Linked DNA regions of Ovis aries: region 2 is linked to region 1. The links are chromatin contacts, called in public Hi-C maps. All regions are on one chromosome and are shown on one strand. The core of a region is the stretch at or near the end of the contact, and the rest is flanking DNA. Distances in the headings are between cores, read along the strand shown. Region 1 holds the start of CLDN1 (claudin 1). Region 2 has its middle 67 kb from the start of CLDN1.

Region 1 (7,514 bases), core at 2,621-5,120:
TGGGAAACTTCACCGACAACCAATACTCATTAAAGCACACCTACACACATGTGGATTCATGTAAAGCAGGTTGAACAGGCCAGAGGAGCTTATAAACAAATTACAGAATCCTAAGGTTAGATGAGACTTACCGAGAGTCTAGGCTAACCTCCCATTTGTCTGGGACTTGGATTTTCCCTACAGCATTCCTTCAAAATACTTATTTATTCCTCTGCCTGCACACCTCCCACCATGCAACCTCCTGGGGCAACCCAGTCTTTGGACAGCTCTAGCTATTAAAGTTAAGCCAGGAGAAGCAATTAACTAAGCACATGAAATAGGAACTAGCTTGCCAAAAGTTTGAAAAATGAATCAAAACAAGGCAAGACGTACAGTTTAATCAAGAAAATCAACTCTATCTGGCACTCTCTTTTGCATATTCCAACTATCAGTCATCAGTGTCAATAAACATCCATTCTTGGATGGGAGTGAAACTGTCTTAGCCATAGTAAAACCACAATCCATGGTGTATTATTTTTTTTACCCAGGAAGTTCCCCAGTTACATTTTCATAAACTGCTTTGCAAGAACCATGTAAAGAAGCCTTGCTGCGTCTCACTTTTGACATTGCCTTAAGCGCACTGTATCCCTTTAGACACTGCCATGAGCTCTTTGCAGCTGACACCAGTTAGAGAAGGGGAACCAGGGATTTTAACACATCTAGTGCTATAACCTTTATAAATCCCAGAATCTGAGCCCTAAATTGCCAAGTGGGCTCCACTGGCAAAGAGACAAGCTACAATTTTAAGCAACTTCTAAGTTTTTCACCTAAAAGCACTTTGTGGAGTGCAACTTGTTTCAAGGAACACTAATTATATGTACAGATAAGCCCGTTCACCTCTGGATATCACGGTACTAAACCAAAAACAGCCAATGAATCACCTCCCAGGTCTCTACATCAGGTGGGCATGAGCACAACTGTCCAGGTGGAGAAACAGAGACAGGTAGGTCCTCTGGGCTCCATCCAAAGGCATCTAGTGAGTCACTGGCAGGTTGGGAAGTATACCTGTGAGTCAAGGCTCTCTCTTCTGAGAGTCAGTTTTGAGAGAAAGGCCTCAGCCCCACCTTTGATAAACTCTGGCATTAACCAACAGGAAAATAGGAATAGACATGGAGTTAAAAAAAAAAATCAGAAAGCAATCTCCAAAATGGGTAGAGGAAAGGTAGTGTTCCGATCTTCCACCACAGCTTTAAAAATCATAACAGTTATGTTAGGTATAAATGAAAATAAAACATTTTAACACATCTTCATGTGTAGGAATAACCTATTTTGGTATTTACAACATGGATTGATCTGATTTCATTTGGCTGTTTAAGGAAGGTAAGTCTATTTGCACATGTTGAAAATGAACTACTAGTATTTCCCTGGTGGTCCAGTGGCCAAGACTGCACTCCCAGTGCAGGGGAGCCAGGTTCGATTCCTGGTCAGGGAACTAGATCCTACATACCACAAGTAAAAGATCCAAGATGCCCCCCAAAAGATTGAAGATCCTGAGTGGCACAACTGAGATCCAGGGCAGCTGAATAAACATAACTTGAAAGATACTTAAAAATAAGAAAATGAATCATTCTGATCAGAGGAATCAGAGATCTATCTGGAATTGTCCTTACAACCATCTCCATCTGCCAGTTCTTCAATCTGACATGCCAGATGCTGTACAATTCCTTACACGTATTTATCCATCCATGAGGAGATTCGATGATTATATAAAGTCATATACTTAATGTACTCCTTATATTTGGTATGAAAGAATCCTAATATGGGAACTCTGAAAAGCTGAGATGGCAACACTAAAAACCGCCATGTGTACACTGACTCACAAATTCCACAGGTACTCGAGAGTTTTAAACAGATTCGAAACAGAGTGAACAACTCTAAAGGGCATGGCTTTTGACAAAACCACACACAGGAGGTGGACAAAGCAACTGAAGTAAACTTGAGCGACGACTTGAACACTGCTTACCGTCAGCACACAAAGGGGACTGGTGGGCAGGCTTGTTTGTCTAGGCAAAGGCTAAGGAAGCTTTTATTCAAGTTAGTTCAAGTGCATGACAGACACAAGTTCAGGACAACTAATGTCATATCTCAAGGAAGCTACTCTAGCCATGAATTGTTGTTACCTAAGTAAGCAGGAATTTAATGAATTTCTGACAAAACACTCAGAAGTTTTTGTTTTAAAAAACAATAAAAGAAAAAATCCATCCTGTCACTCTTCTCTCCATCACATCTAGGACTATTTCTCTCTACATAATCCTGTCCAAACTTATGAAAGAAAGAAGCCAACATTTGTTACATAGAAATTCCTCTGTGGAAGACAGAAACTCAGAGAAGACCTGCCCTCTCTCTCCCAATCTCTGCATTCATCAGCTGTATCTCCTTAGCTTCATTTTCCCCTTTATATAACGGAGAGAGGTAATTTTGAACTTCTCTTTCTTCTCATCCTTTTTCCACCTGCCACCCACCTTCACTTTCCAAAATAAGACTATACAATCTCCTCCTCTGAAGACTCCTGGTCTGAGAGCTAAACCTTCTGGGGAATCTTTAGAGACTTACTTCTTCAAGGAGTCACTGGAGGGAAAGACTTCCTCACACTTGTTTAGTCCCTCAGTCATATCTGAGAATCTGCAGCCCCATGGACTGTAGGCTGCCAGGCTCTTCTGTCCATGGGATTCTCCAGGCAAGAATACTGGAGTGGATTGCCATTTCCTTCTCCAGAGGATCTTCCTGACCCAGGGATAGAACCCAGGTCTCCTGCACTACAGGCGGATTGTTTACCACTGAGCCACTGGGGAAGCCCCCTTCACACTAACTGGATCTTAGAAGTCAAAAGAATCAGGAGATTCAAACTCAAGTGTGAGAAGACACTAGGTTGAGACAGTCTATGTAGGACTCTGATTTCTTCTCATGATAACTCATAGTAAAGATAGAGAAAAAAGTTATATCTAATAACTGGCATTATCTATTTAATTTTACAAGCTGGAGAAGCTTTCGGACTCCAGATTTTTCAAGGCACATCATTTTCTTGTCCTAACCCTACAGTTCTTCAATTTTCACAGAATCTGAGAATGTCCAGGAAAGGCCTAAGAGCTCAAATTCGAGTTTGGCTCCCACTCGCTCAATTGCCACCCCACTCATGGGTATGTAAGCTGAAACTCACACCTTGAGAAGAGTGTCACCTAGGGAGTTAGAGGAAAAATTAGAGCTTAGGTCTGGTTGGCCCTTTCCCCAAACCACGGTTCCCTCTACTACCTTATGGCGGGGCACATGGTCAGAAGACTTGATCCACTGAAGGTTGACAGACATGTAATCACACAACAGAACCTTTTGATAGCTACTACTCCAAAAGAGAGCCATTTGGGGTTGGGTCCCTGTAACTCAGACAGCAAAGAATCTGCCGGCAATGAAGAAGGCCCGGGTTCGATCTCTGGGTGGGGAAGATCCTCTGGAGGAGGAAATGGCGACGCACTCCAGTATTCTTGCCTGGAGAAGCCCATGGACAGAGGAGCCTAGCGGGCTACAGTCTGTGGGGTTACAAAGAGTTGGACACGATTGAACGATTAACATTACACCACCCTGAGCCACAACTGGGGAGTGGGGAAGGCACTCACTGTTCAGATTCAGCAAGGAGTCGAAGACTTTGCACTGGATCTGCCCGGTGCTCTGCGACACGCACGACATCCACAGCCCCTCGTAGATGGCCTGGGCCGTCACGATGTTGTCACTAGCATAGGAGTAAACCTTCCACTGGGGCAGCGCCGTGCTGACGATGGAGCCGATCCAGCCCAGAAACGCCAGGATGAAGCCCAGCAGCTGCAACCCCGCGTTGGCCATGACTCGCTCGGGCGCCCGCGCTGGCTCAGGGGCAGCAGGTGCACAAGGCGGAGTTTGCAGGTGCTCACCCGGGACTCCCGAGGGTGACGGAGCCTAGCGGAGGAAGTTATTGCAGGTAACCCTGCCCCCTGCGCTGACGTCGGAGAAGCTCTGGGACCGGGTCCGCCTCTTGGTCGGCGCTGCGGTTCGGAGGCGAGAAGCTGAGGCTGCTCCCGGACCGCGACTGAGATGCAGACCCGCTGGGCGCCGCGATTTAAAGCAGCTCCGCCCAGGAGCGCAGCGCCGCCCAGGAGCGCAGCGCCCTCTGGCGGTTTCCGGGCGGGTTGCTGGAAAGCGAGAGGGAGCGCGGGAGCCCGAGATGGGGCCGAACTCTGGCGGGAAGGTTCTGCCAGCCAAGTGGGGACGCGAGAAGGATCAGGTACGCATCGTGTCCCGGTGCTGCTCATTTCCTCTCTTTTCTCCTCTTGCCCTTTTCCTCTGTGAGCCTTCCCAGGCTTTCCGTTCATTCAATCCACATTTATCCAAAAATGACTAAGTATGACTAAACACTAAAAAATGCCAAGATGAAAAATTAAGACCTCAAGAGACGCACAGTTTCGTTTTCGACTTTTTCCTCGCTGATTAAAAGACATTTCTATGGCTCACCACCCCTCTAACCTCCCTCACACACTTTCCTCCCTTTCCGTTCAGCCTCCTCCCCGTTTTCCTTTCCTCCCAATGCCCTTTCTTCCATTCGAGATCTCTCCTAGAATCATAAAAGAAATGTTGATACTTTATTTATTAGGAAACGGAGACCCAGAGAGGAAACGTGATTTCCGTAAGACCATAGAGCAAGTTGATAGCATATGCAGTACTCTGGTTCTCAGCCCACTCTGCCCAACTACATCTTAGCTTGACCGAAATATATGTCCTTTGAGCTTCCCTGGTGGCGCAGCAGTAAAAAAAATCTGCCTGCCAATGCAGGAAAGGCAAGAGGCACGGGTTCAGTCCCTGGGTCTGAAAGATCCCCTGGAGAAGGAAATGGCAACTCACTCTGGCTTTCTTGCTTGGAAAATTGTATGGACAGAGGAGCTGAGTTGGTTATAGATTATGGGGTCTCAAAAAGTACCTCAGTGAGTAGGACTTGACTGAACACACACACCCATCCTTATGGAAATACAGCCTACCCACCCCTACCCCTACACTTGTACACACCCACACCCACACCCAGCCTACCTTCCACCATTCCTACACTTGAACACACGCACACATCATCATCATCACCCTCTTTCTCACAGCACTTTGTCTTAGAGCAGTGATTCATTCTCAGAGGGACCCAGCCACCCAGGCCCCTGCCTCTGCCCCTCCAAAGGGTGTTTCTCTGATGTTATTCATCAGAGGTGACAGCATCTAAAAAGTACACCCTCTCCCCCCACATAGAAAGAGACCTGTCCTGGGATTAGAAGTCCAAGTTCTGGCTTTTGCAGTGTGACTGGATGTGGCCAGAATCTCAGATTTTAGTTTAGTTAGCCTTTACTTTTGCTCTGTGGGTCTCTAAAGCTTCCTTCTTTGTAGTTACTCAGAAGTGTACCTCAGATGCTGTGGTTTGGAATAATTAAAATGTTTTCTCAACCTCTTTGTGTGTGTGGTGTCAGTGTGGTGGGAGGAGAAGCTTTTATGGTTTTAATAAAAACAGAAGCACCTCCCAGGCAGAAATAAACTTGCAAAAGGGAAAACAAGATATGTTTCAAAATTTCCTATGGCAACTGCCAGTTTGTATTAAGGAGGGAGTTAAAAAATTTTTCATAGTGTGATTGAGAGGGGTGAAGAGAACTCTGCCATTTGGGGGAATGTTGGTGGTGCAGGAAGGGAAGCTATGCATGTGTGAGGTGAGACAGAATATGGGAATCTCTGCACCTTCTGCTCAATCTTGCTGTGAGACTAAAACTACACTTCTAAAAAAAATATAGAAAAACAAAAACCCCCAAGCCCCACCACCCTCATTTCCACCTGGCTATCATCAGATACCTTAGGAAGATTTAAATTCAAAGGACAAGTCTGCATGGAGATTTAAGGACTCGTAATGAAGAGGGTGGGCTTCCTTGGTGGCTTAGTAGTAAAGAATCATCCTGCAATGTAGGAAATGCAGGTTTGAACCCTGGGTCAGGCAGATCCCCTGGAGAAGGAAATGGCAACCCATTTCAGTATTCTTGCCTGGTAAATCACATGGACAGAGGAGCTTGGTAGGCTACAGTCCTTGGGATCTCAATAGGATTGGACACAACTTAGCAACTAAACCACCGCCACCACCAATGAAAAGGATAACGCATAAGCTAGATGAAGAGATTTAATTTGGGATAAGCAGGAATTAAGCAAGTGGTGTCCTTCCTTATCTGAAAGCCTCTTCAGACCCTGGGAAGGCTCTCAGGCTGATCTGTAAGGCAGGACCACATCCAGGCTAAGTCCTCAGAGTCTGGGCCCACAGTTATTAATTCTTTCTATACCCAGATGAATGTTCTGTAGGGTCCTGTGAGAGATATCAATCACATTTGATTTATTTATTCCCCAGGACTGTTAAGCTCAGGAGAGGTTCTCAGACTTTGCTTAGGACTAGACTACCATCATGTGAATCAAATAGTCTTATCTTTTTGTTCCAGTCAATTCAGAATTAAGACTATTAAATTTTTGTCTTTGTTTTTTAGATTAGAGTTGGAGAAGGAAATGGCAACCCACTCCAGCACTCTTGCCTGGAAAATCCCATGGACGGAGGAGCCTGGTAGGCTACAGTCCATGGGGTCGCAAAGAGTCGGAGACGACTGAGCGGCTTCACTTCACTTCACTTCACTTCAGGACCTGTTTTTATCAACCTACAGTTGTCAGGGAATTAAAGGGATGAACTCTGTGGTCAGTATGGCCGCATGTTTTTTGTTTTTTTAGTCCAGGTCTGTGTGAGACTGATTACTTCATTACCCACGGCATATTTGTGAGGCTGTGGTTGATGCTGTTTACTCCACTGTGATCCATGCCATCTCTGGCATATCTAATCCTGTCTAGTTTCTTGTCCTTCCCTCAGAGCAAATAGTGAGATAATGGTTCACCAGAAATCCATCAACTTAAAGAGGAAAAACAACTTACAGACATTGGTCTTTAGATATGAAGTATAAACAGAGGTTTATATATACCAACTCCTATGTGAGGTGACCATTCAGGTATGACCTAAATCAAATCCCTTATGACTATATAGTGGAAGTGAGAAATAGATTTAAGGGACTAGATCTGATAGACAGAGTGCCTGATGAACTATGGACAGAGGTTCGTGACATTGTACAGGAGACAGGGATCAAGACCATCCCCAAGAAAAAGAAATGCAAAAAGCAAAATGGCTGTCTGAGGAGGCCTTACAAATAGCTGTGAAAAGAAGAGAGGCAAAAAGCAAAGGAGAAAAGGAAAGATATACCCATTTGAATGCAGAGTTCCAAAGAATAGCAAGGAGAGATAAGAAAGCCTTTCTCGGTGATCAATGAAAAGAAAGAAAACAATAGAATGGGAAAGACTAGAGATCTCTTTAAGAAAATTAGAGATACCAAGGGAACATTTCATGCAAAGATGGGCTCAATAAAGGACAGAAATAGTAGGGACTTAACAGAAGCAAAAGATATTAAGGA
Region 2 (7,514 bases), core at 3,081-5,580, 67 kb before region 1:
TTTTGATATGACTGTCTTGCCAAGGAAGTTGCTGTATAGTAAAGAGGCCTTCATGGGGACAGTGTATCTCCATGGGGGCAAATAGAAATATAGTTTAAATGTCGCTAAAGAAGCCAAATATTCTCAGGCTAGAAACAATCATAATAGCCAGATCATAACTATATTTCAGATACTGAAAGTGGAAATGGCATTTGATAACAATGCTACCACATGTTATGCTGGATATTTTAACCACATTGCCTCATTTAAATCTCATAAAAAGTCACTTTTAAGATAGTTTTCCTATTTCACATGTAAATTATCTGGGACATAGGGTCCTTCAGTCACTTGTTCATGACACATGACCATTATGTGGTTGATCTAAGACTGAAGCCCAGTTCAGTCTAACTTCCAGTTGTGTTTATATCCACCTTACAATCAAGAAACCAGAAAGGGGGGAAAAAATCAAACAACACAGTGATCTTGCTCAAGGTCATGATGCCCAGGGACCCAAGGTAGGAATGATCTCTAAGAGGGTCTGATAGACCATGCTGAGCAGTTCAGGCCATTCTGATATCCAGAAGGAGAAAATGCAGTTTGGATAAGATAATACCTTTTTTTGTCAAGGAGATGGTAGGCTGGACACTACTAAAACCATGTTATATTAAGTCACAACTTGGTGTGTTTTTCGTCTTTTCTGTGTTCGGTCATGAAAGGAAATTTGTCCAAGCATGGGACACAGAAAAGAATTCAGAAAGATGAGGCCAGGTAGTGGTAGAAGATTTCAAGATGGAGTAAGTAAATGGGTCAACCTGGTGACTTGGATAGATATTGAAAAAGTGCCTAACACTGGGAGAGGATAGTAACGGGTGCTGGCTCCATTCCCAGCTGGACTTTGTCTCACAGCTCTCTGAAATTAGAACAAATATCTTTATGGAATCCCAAAGGAAAGTTTGAATTTCCCAAGGTCTGATTTGCTTATAATGGAATATATACAAGATTTGGGGTACAGGGATTAAAAAATGATTTAAGTTATCCATTAAGTTTCACAAGTATTAGAAAGCATTTTTTCTGAATGTGTGAATTCATAGACACGATTAGTTAGAACAAAGCTGAAGTTTTGCAAATTAATTTAGAGAACAAAATTAAGTTAAAATAGTGTGGGTGTTGTATTGGTAGACTAAGGCATTTCTGAGTCAGGTAGTATATGCCAAGTAAGTCTACATTGGAAAAAGAGGAAATACATGATGGGGACGTGTGGGTGGAATGGTCGGGGATAAGGCTGGGCAAGCTAATGCCACAGGACAGTTGGTCATATGTTAGTGACACACTTCAAAGAACTTCCTCAAGTCACAAATGGGAAACTTGAGGTCTGAAGGAGAAGATAATTATTAACTATCTCATAGAAAGTCACTTGTAGAGCAATGACTGGATCTTGGAGATTTTGCTTCATAATCCAGTATTTATTTTTCTTCTTCTTTTTTTTTTTTTTACTAAGCCAGTTCCTTCTTTAAAAAAGTATTTTGGTGTATAGGAATGATGCCACTACTCAGTTCATTATGCTGCAGTTTCTTCATTTCGGTTCAGTTCAGTCGCTCAGTCGTGTCTGACTCTGCAACCCCAGGAACCGCAGCACGCCAGGCCTCCCTGTCCATCACCAACTCCCAGACTCACCCAAACCCATGTCCATTGAGTCGATGATGCCACCCAACCATCTCATCCTCTGTTGTCCCCTTCTCCTCCTGCCCTTAATCTTTCCCAGCATCAGGGTCTTTTCAAATGAGTCACCTCTTTGCATCAGATGGCCAAAGTATTGGAGCTTCAGCTTCAACAACAGTCCTTCCAATGAACACCCAGGACTGATCTCCTTTAGGATGGACTGGTTGGAGCTCCTTCCAGCCCAAGGGACTCTCAAAAATCTTCTCCAACACCACAGTTCAAAAGCATCAATTCTTCTGTGCTCAGCTTTCTTGATAGTCCAACTCTCACATCTATACATGACCACTGGAAAAACCATAGCCTTGACTAGACAGAACTTTGTTGGCTAAGTAATGTCTCTGCTTTTCAATATGCTGTCTAGGTTGGTCATAACTTTCCTTCCAAGAGTAAGCATCTTTTATTTCATGGCTGCAATCACCATCTGCAGTGATTTTGGAGCCCAGAAAAATAGTCAACTTCTGTTTCCACTGTTTCCCCATCTATTTGCCGTGACGTGATAGGACCAGATGCCATGATCTTAGTTTTCTGAACGCTGAGCTTTAAGCCAGCTTATTCACTCTCCTCTTTCACTTTCATCAAGAAGCTCTTTAGTTCTTCTTCACTTTCTGCCATAAGGGTGGTGTCATCTGCATATCTGAGGTTATTGATATTTCTCCCAGCATTCTTGATTCCAGCTTATTTTTATATTATCTAGGGTTTCCAATTTAATTCAAAAAGTACTTGTTTGGATGATGTTCAATATCTTCATAATTTCATTTGAAAGATATCTACAGGTAGATGCGAATGATTGAAAACATTTTGAAAATTGCCTACGTGATTAATGTAAAATATTTTGATAGAAGAGAGTTGAGACTTGATCTGTGCTTCTTACTGGTAAGAGCAGAGGTGAAGAACCACAGGGACCCAGTTTGACTTGTCATCTGCTGATCCACAGAAGGGCTGGAAACAATGTACTTAAGAGTCTTGCGATGTTGGTTTTTATAACAGGGGAACAATGAAACCTTCTTGCAAGACGTATTTGAAGCTTATAGATAATAAAGAGCACTGGTACAGCTCCAGAAACATAATAGGTATTAAAATGGGTAGGAACAATTATTATGTGTGTGATGGGGTAAGAAAAAGGAGAAGGTATGCTTTGAAATTGTCTCAAGACCAGAAACAGGAAGTATTTTGATGCGGTACCAACAGAAAGTGGATAAATAGGAAGAGAATGATAGGTTTGGGTTTTTACAAGTGTGTTCAGAGCAGCTAGTAAGTATGTGAGTTCTGCTTACATTAGCACCCTTATTCTAGAGAGTGAATCATTTTCCTACCCTTAGAGGTTTTGGTAGTTATGCTATTTCACTTAACATTTGTGCAACATGCTGAGAATTTAAAAGGGAATTTCCTAAGCCAAAATGTAACTCCTACTATCTGAATTCCATGAAACTACAAAGTTGGCAGATCTTAATGAACATTTTTAGCATCTGGGTTATATCAACTTCTCTTGAATCATAAATCTTTTATCATGCCCAGTTTTGGAAAAGAAAAATTTTAATAATATTGTTTACATTTGGCTATATTTCTTTGAATAGAGGGACATTGAGATATAAAACATTTTATGGGTGAAGTGTGAAGCAAATTCACTTGTTTAAGACTAGAGTTCGCAGTAGATTCCTCAAATTTAATCTATATCATTCTTAAAGTAAATACAAATATATTGTTTAAACTAATATAGCTCTTACAAATTTGCAAAGCACTTTTATTTTCACACATAGTATTTCATTTATTTCTCATGACAGTGGTATAAGCGCTAATATTCTCATTTTCTAGATCAAAGTGTATCTTGTTTAAGGTATGAGATTGATACTGTATCAATATCAATAGTATCTTGTTTAAGGTCACACGGCTAATGACAAATTGATCCAGATCATCTGACTCCAAATTCAATATAGTGTTCGCTTTGTACCTCCATTTCTTATTTCCATCATTCTGTATAAGACAAAGCATGGAACATGTTTGTCCTTGCCCTTGAAGGATTCCCAATTTCATTTGGCAGTGAACACACACACACACACGTCCCTGAGTGAAACATCACTATAGGCAAAACATCAATTATAATTCCAGATGCCTCATAAGTGTTTCTCATGAGGTTGTTAACACTAAAAGAGAAAGAGAGCGATTGAGATCGCTTTGAGTTGGCATGGCCAAGGACATATCATAGAGGAAGTAAGAAGAAAGGTAAGAATATTTTTTTAGTAGAAAACCAATCACCTACTTAGGATGATTGTAGTAGTCAGGTTGTCCTCCACCCCCAAGCTCTAACTCTCATCTGTAAACATTCCAAAAGGAGTAGGGCATTGCATTCTTGGCTGAGAATTAAACAAGCAAATGAATCATCCGAAAATTCCACGTTGGAGCAGGTTTTCTTCTGATCACAATGAGAGATATCCATGTTTATGGGCTCACTGCTGACGAGGTATCCACAGTAACCAAATCTGTACTGTCTAAAACGTTTAACATGTGGATACCTTTCTCATATCTGGGCTTCAACAAGCCAAACCCTAACATTTTGTCAATATGGTAAGTGCTGTGGACAGGGAGACAAAGGAAAGAGCACTGAATTAAAATTTTGGAGAACTGGGCTTTACCTCAGAGTTGCAGCAACTGTATGAGTACTATCTTGAGCAACTCACTTCTTTTCTCTGTGTTCCAGTTTCGTCATCTATAAAATGCGCCAAATGGGACCCGCCCAGCCTACCTTTCTGCAAAGAATTAATGATGGAGCAACATATGTGAAAGTACCCTGAAAATGTTAAATTATATAAAATATTACACAAATGTATACATTACTGGATAAGGAAATGGCAACCCACTCCAGTATTCTTGCCTGGAGAATCCCATGGACAGAGGAGCCTGGCGGGCCATGGTCCATGGGGTTGCAGAGAGTTGAACACAACTGAAATAACTGAGCACACATACATTATATTGATATACACTATATGCAAATACTGTGTATTGATTTTCAAGGGATCCTTGTATAAAATGTCCTCCAATTATCTTTTGCAGCTTAGCAAGTACTTAATCTTTTTGTGTCATCACAATTCACAAACGTCTGACGTGCATAGAGATAAATGTGAAACCAGTGAACATAAAGATGGAGTAAAAAAAGTCATTTTCCCATAAGCCTACTCTTCAGTGAAACTGCTGATTGACCTTTTGGGCAGGAGTCACTATATTAAATAAGCTTTCTTAGAATTGTTGGATATGTGGAGGGTTGGAATAGGACTTGGTGAATTAAATTTTTTTTAATGTAAAGACTGAAGAACATCCTTCTCTGAAAACTTATTGAAATAACAACAACCAATTACTGTGTGACACTTCAATCTCTAATGATATGCTATTAAAAATGTTTGAGGGAGAATGGATACCTGGGTATGCATGGCTGAGTCCCTTGCTTTTCACCTGAAATTATCAGAACATTGTTAATCAGCTGTGAAAGTGAAAGTGTTAGTCACTCATTCACGTCTGACTCTAGGCAGCCACAAGGACTGTAGCCCGCCAAGCTCCTCTGCCCATGGGATTTTCCAGACAAGAATACTGGAGTGAGTTGCCATTTCTTCCTCCAGCAGATCTTCCCAACCCAGGGACTGAACCTGGGTCTCCCACTTTGCAGGCAGATTCTTTAATATCTGAGCAACCAAGGAAGCACCAGCCTAATACAAAATAAAAAGTTTAAAGTTTGAAAAAAGAAATGAGCTCTACAGACCAGCCAGAAGATAATACCACTCAGAAGCCTGTTAGAAATGTAAACGCCCCAGCCCTGCCCCAGATTTGTCCCAGAATCTTCATTTTTGACAAGATCCTTGGTGATTTGTACTCACATTAAAGTTTGAGACCCACTAGCCTATGAAACATTATCAGATACATTGCATCATTTGATTCTTGAGACTATTGTTTTAAAAATAGTATGAATACCTTGTCCTCCCCACACCCCCTATTCAAGAGTAAGAGAAGTTAAGGCAGTGACATGGCTCAGTGTGGTAACTGAGGAATTTAGATGTCAGCTTTCTGATTGGAATGTTTGTGCTTCTCCCGCTGTAGGTCTGTTTTGTTGCATCTCTCTCTCTGATATGTTGTATGAAGACCCTTTTTGAAAGTGGATGTAATGTCCAGCAGTCCTTTCTGACTTAAAGATCCACTGATTTATCTAAAGCACCCACTCATGAAACCCTCCCTCATGATACGGGAAACCTCAGACAAGCAGACGAAGAACTACTTCCTTTGGTGGCACGGTCAGACCCTTTTGGTCTGTGCCAAGCTGGTCACAGGGGAAATACCCATTTCGCATTCTTCTTCATTTACTTGGATAACTGAGGTCTTAAATGACATCAGACTTTCTGAGAGATCTTCCTGGGAGTTCATTCTTGGCTGATCTCATCATCAGGATACCACTATTACAGGGTGCCACACCTGGAATTGTGCAAACCCAGTGGCTGACTGGGTTTCTTTCAGGTGCCTCAAGAGCAGGGGTCTTTGGAATACAGAGTTTGCTTGCATTGTAAGGTGAAAGCCTGATTCTAAAAGTGCTTGAAATACACTGTTGGGTGTCCTTCAGCTGTCTCTTAACAGATTCCCGACCTTGTCATAAAACTCATAGGGATAAGCAGTCAACGGGAAGCGGTTTGAAAAGTTTCATCAATAGTGATTTATTTACAGCTGAGAACTGGGGGATTAACTATACTCCATGAAACATAATATGTGGACAAACAATTTTTAAAAAGAAAACAAACCAAAAATGAAAAATCTGAGAACTGGTAAAGACACTATGATTGTGTTTGGAAGCTTCCTAATATCAACTCTAGTCCTATCCAGAAATGAGGTTTTTATTGTCTTTTTTAAGAATGACCTCAGGGAGCTTTCCAGGATGGAGAGACCTGGATCTATAATATATCACCTGCTTCTTGTCTACCCTTAGGATGTTGCGCTGAAGACACCAACAGAATCCAGAGTGCGTTAAGATTCAGTCGATTCTCAAAGTGAGAACTAATACCCAGGTGGCTGTTCCTGTTCATTTAAAGTCAGTGAGCTATTGATTCCCCGTGTATTCTCCACTACGTCTTACTGTTCATGCCTGGAGCCCCAGCAGCTCTGTGATGTGTGCCTGTAACTCGTGCACTATTGTTGTATCTAATCTACAGATGCCGAAAGATCTCTTGAAATGTTCTCTTACCAACTCAACTATTTCAAACCCCGGACATCACTCAGTGTCATTCCTTCCTGAACCTTCCTCTGATGATTCAAATCAAACACAACCACCACTCACAGTTTATGTCTCTACTAGAGCACTTGGGTTTTCTGTCTTAGATTCACCTGCGTAATTGTCAGTCTCTCCTACCAGGCACATCTCAGTCTGTTTTACTAGATGGTTTTTGTTTATGTGATTGTAGAATACCTATTTCTTACTCATTCTGAAACACATGAGTGCAACAATAAATCACCATTTGAATAGGGACATCCCTCTCAGAGTTAAGAGAGAAATGCCAAGCCTTGCTCCTGAAGTTTGGAGTAAGCAAGTTGTATTTATAACCCTCAAACCCTGTGGGTGTTTGAGGTCACCTATGTACCCCAGAGGCTGAATCCAAACCTGTCGAACTTGTTTTCCAGCCTGGATGAAAAGAGTTCTTCACTTCAAAAAGAGGTTCCACCCTTTTGCATTTCATAAAACCTATTATCCCGTTCTAACATAATAGAACACTAGACTTTAAGATTTTTAAAAATCTTCAAGAAACTAGTATTGTGGCACAAGGGGCATAAGCAATCCTTAAAAAGAATAG

Evidence for each region. A called contact is a pair of places that touch in the nucleus more often than the background predicts.
Region 2: a contact with region 1 is called in a Hi-C map of tail adipose tissue, with 4 times the contacts expected there. The contact joins the enhancer-like site here to the promoter of CLDN1 in region 1. A contact is called at or near these places in 6 of 16 Hi-C or Micro-C datasets (liver, mixed tissues, omental adipose tissue and 2 more).

What each region holds. Positions count from the first base shown.
Region 1 is chr1:197,848,776-197,856,289 of ARS-UI_Ramb_v3.0, reverse strand. It overlaps CLDN1 (claudin 1), which reads right to left and starts at 3,870. Exons shown (of 4, transcript NM_001185016.1): 1 at 3,648-3,870. The coding sequence starts at 3,870. CLDN16 (claudin 16) reads left to right here and starts at 4,199. Exons shown (of 6, transcript XM_060419381.1): 1 at 4,199-4,288.
Region 2 is chr1:197,916,072-197,923,585 of ARS-UI_Ramb_v3.0, reverse strand. No RefSeq gene overlaps it. Among named protein-coding and RNA genes, the nearest start is that of CLDN1, 67 kb to the right of the region's middle. Within about 2 kb of position 4,330, at least 3 of the 54 cell types and tissues checked have an H3K27ac peak or open chromatin away from gene starts, as enhancers often do.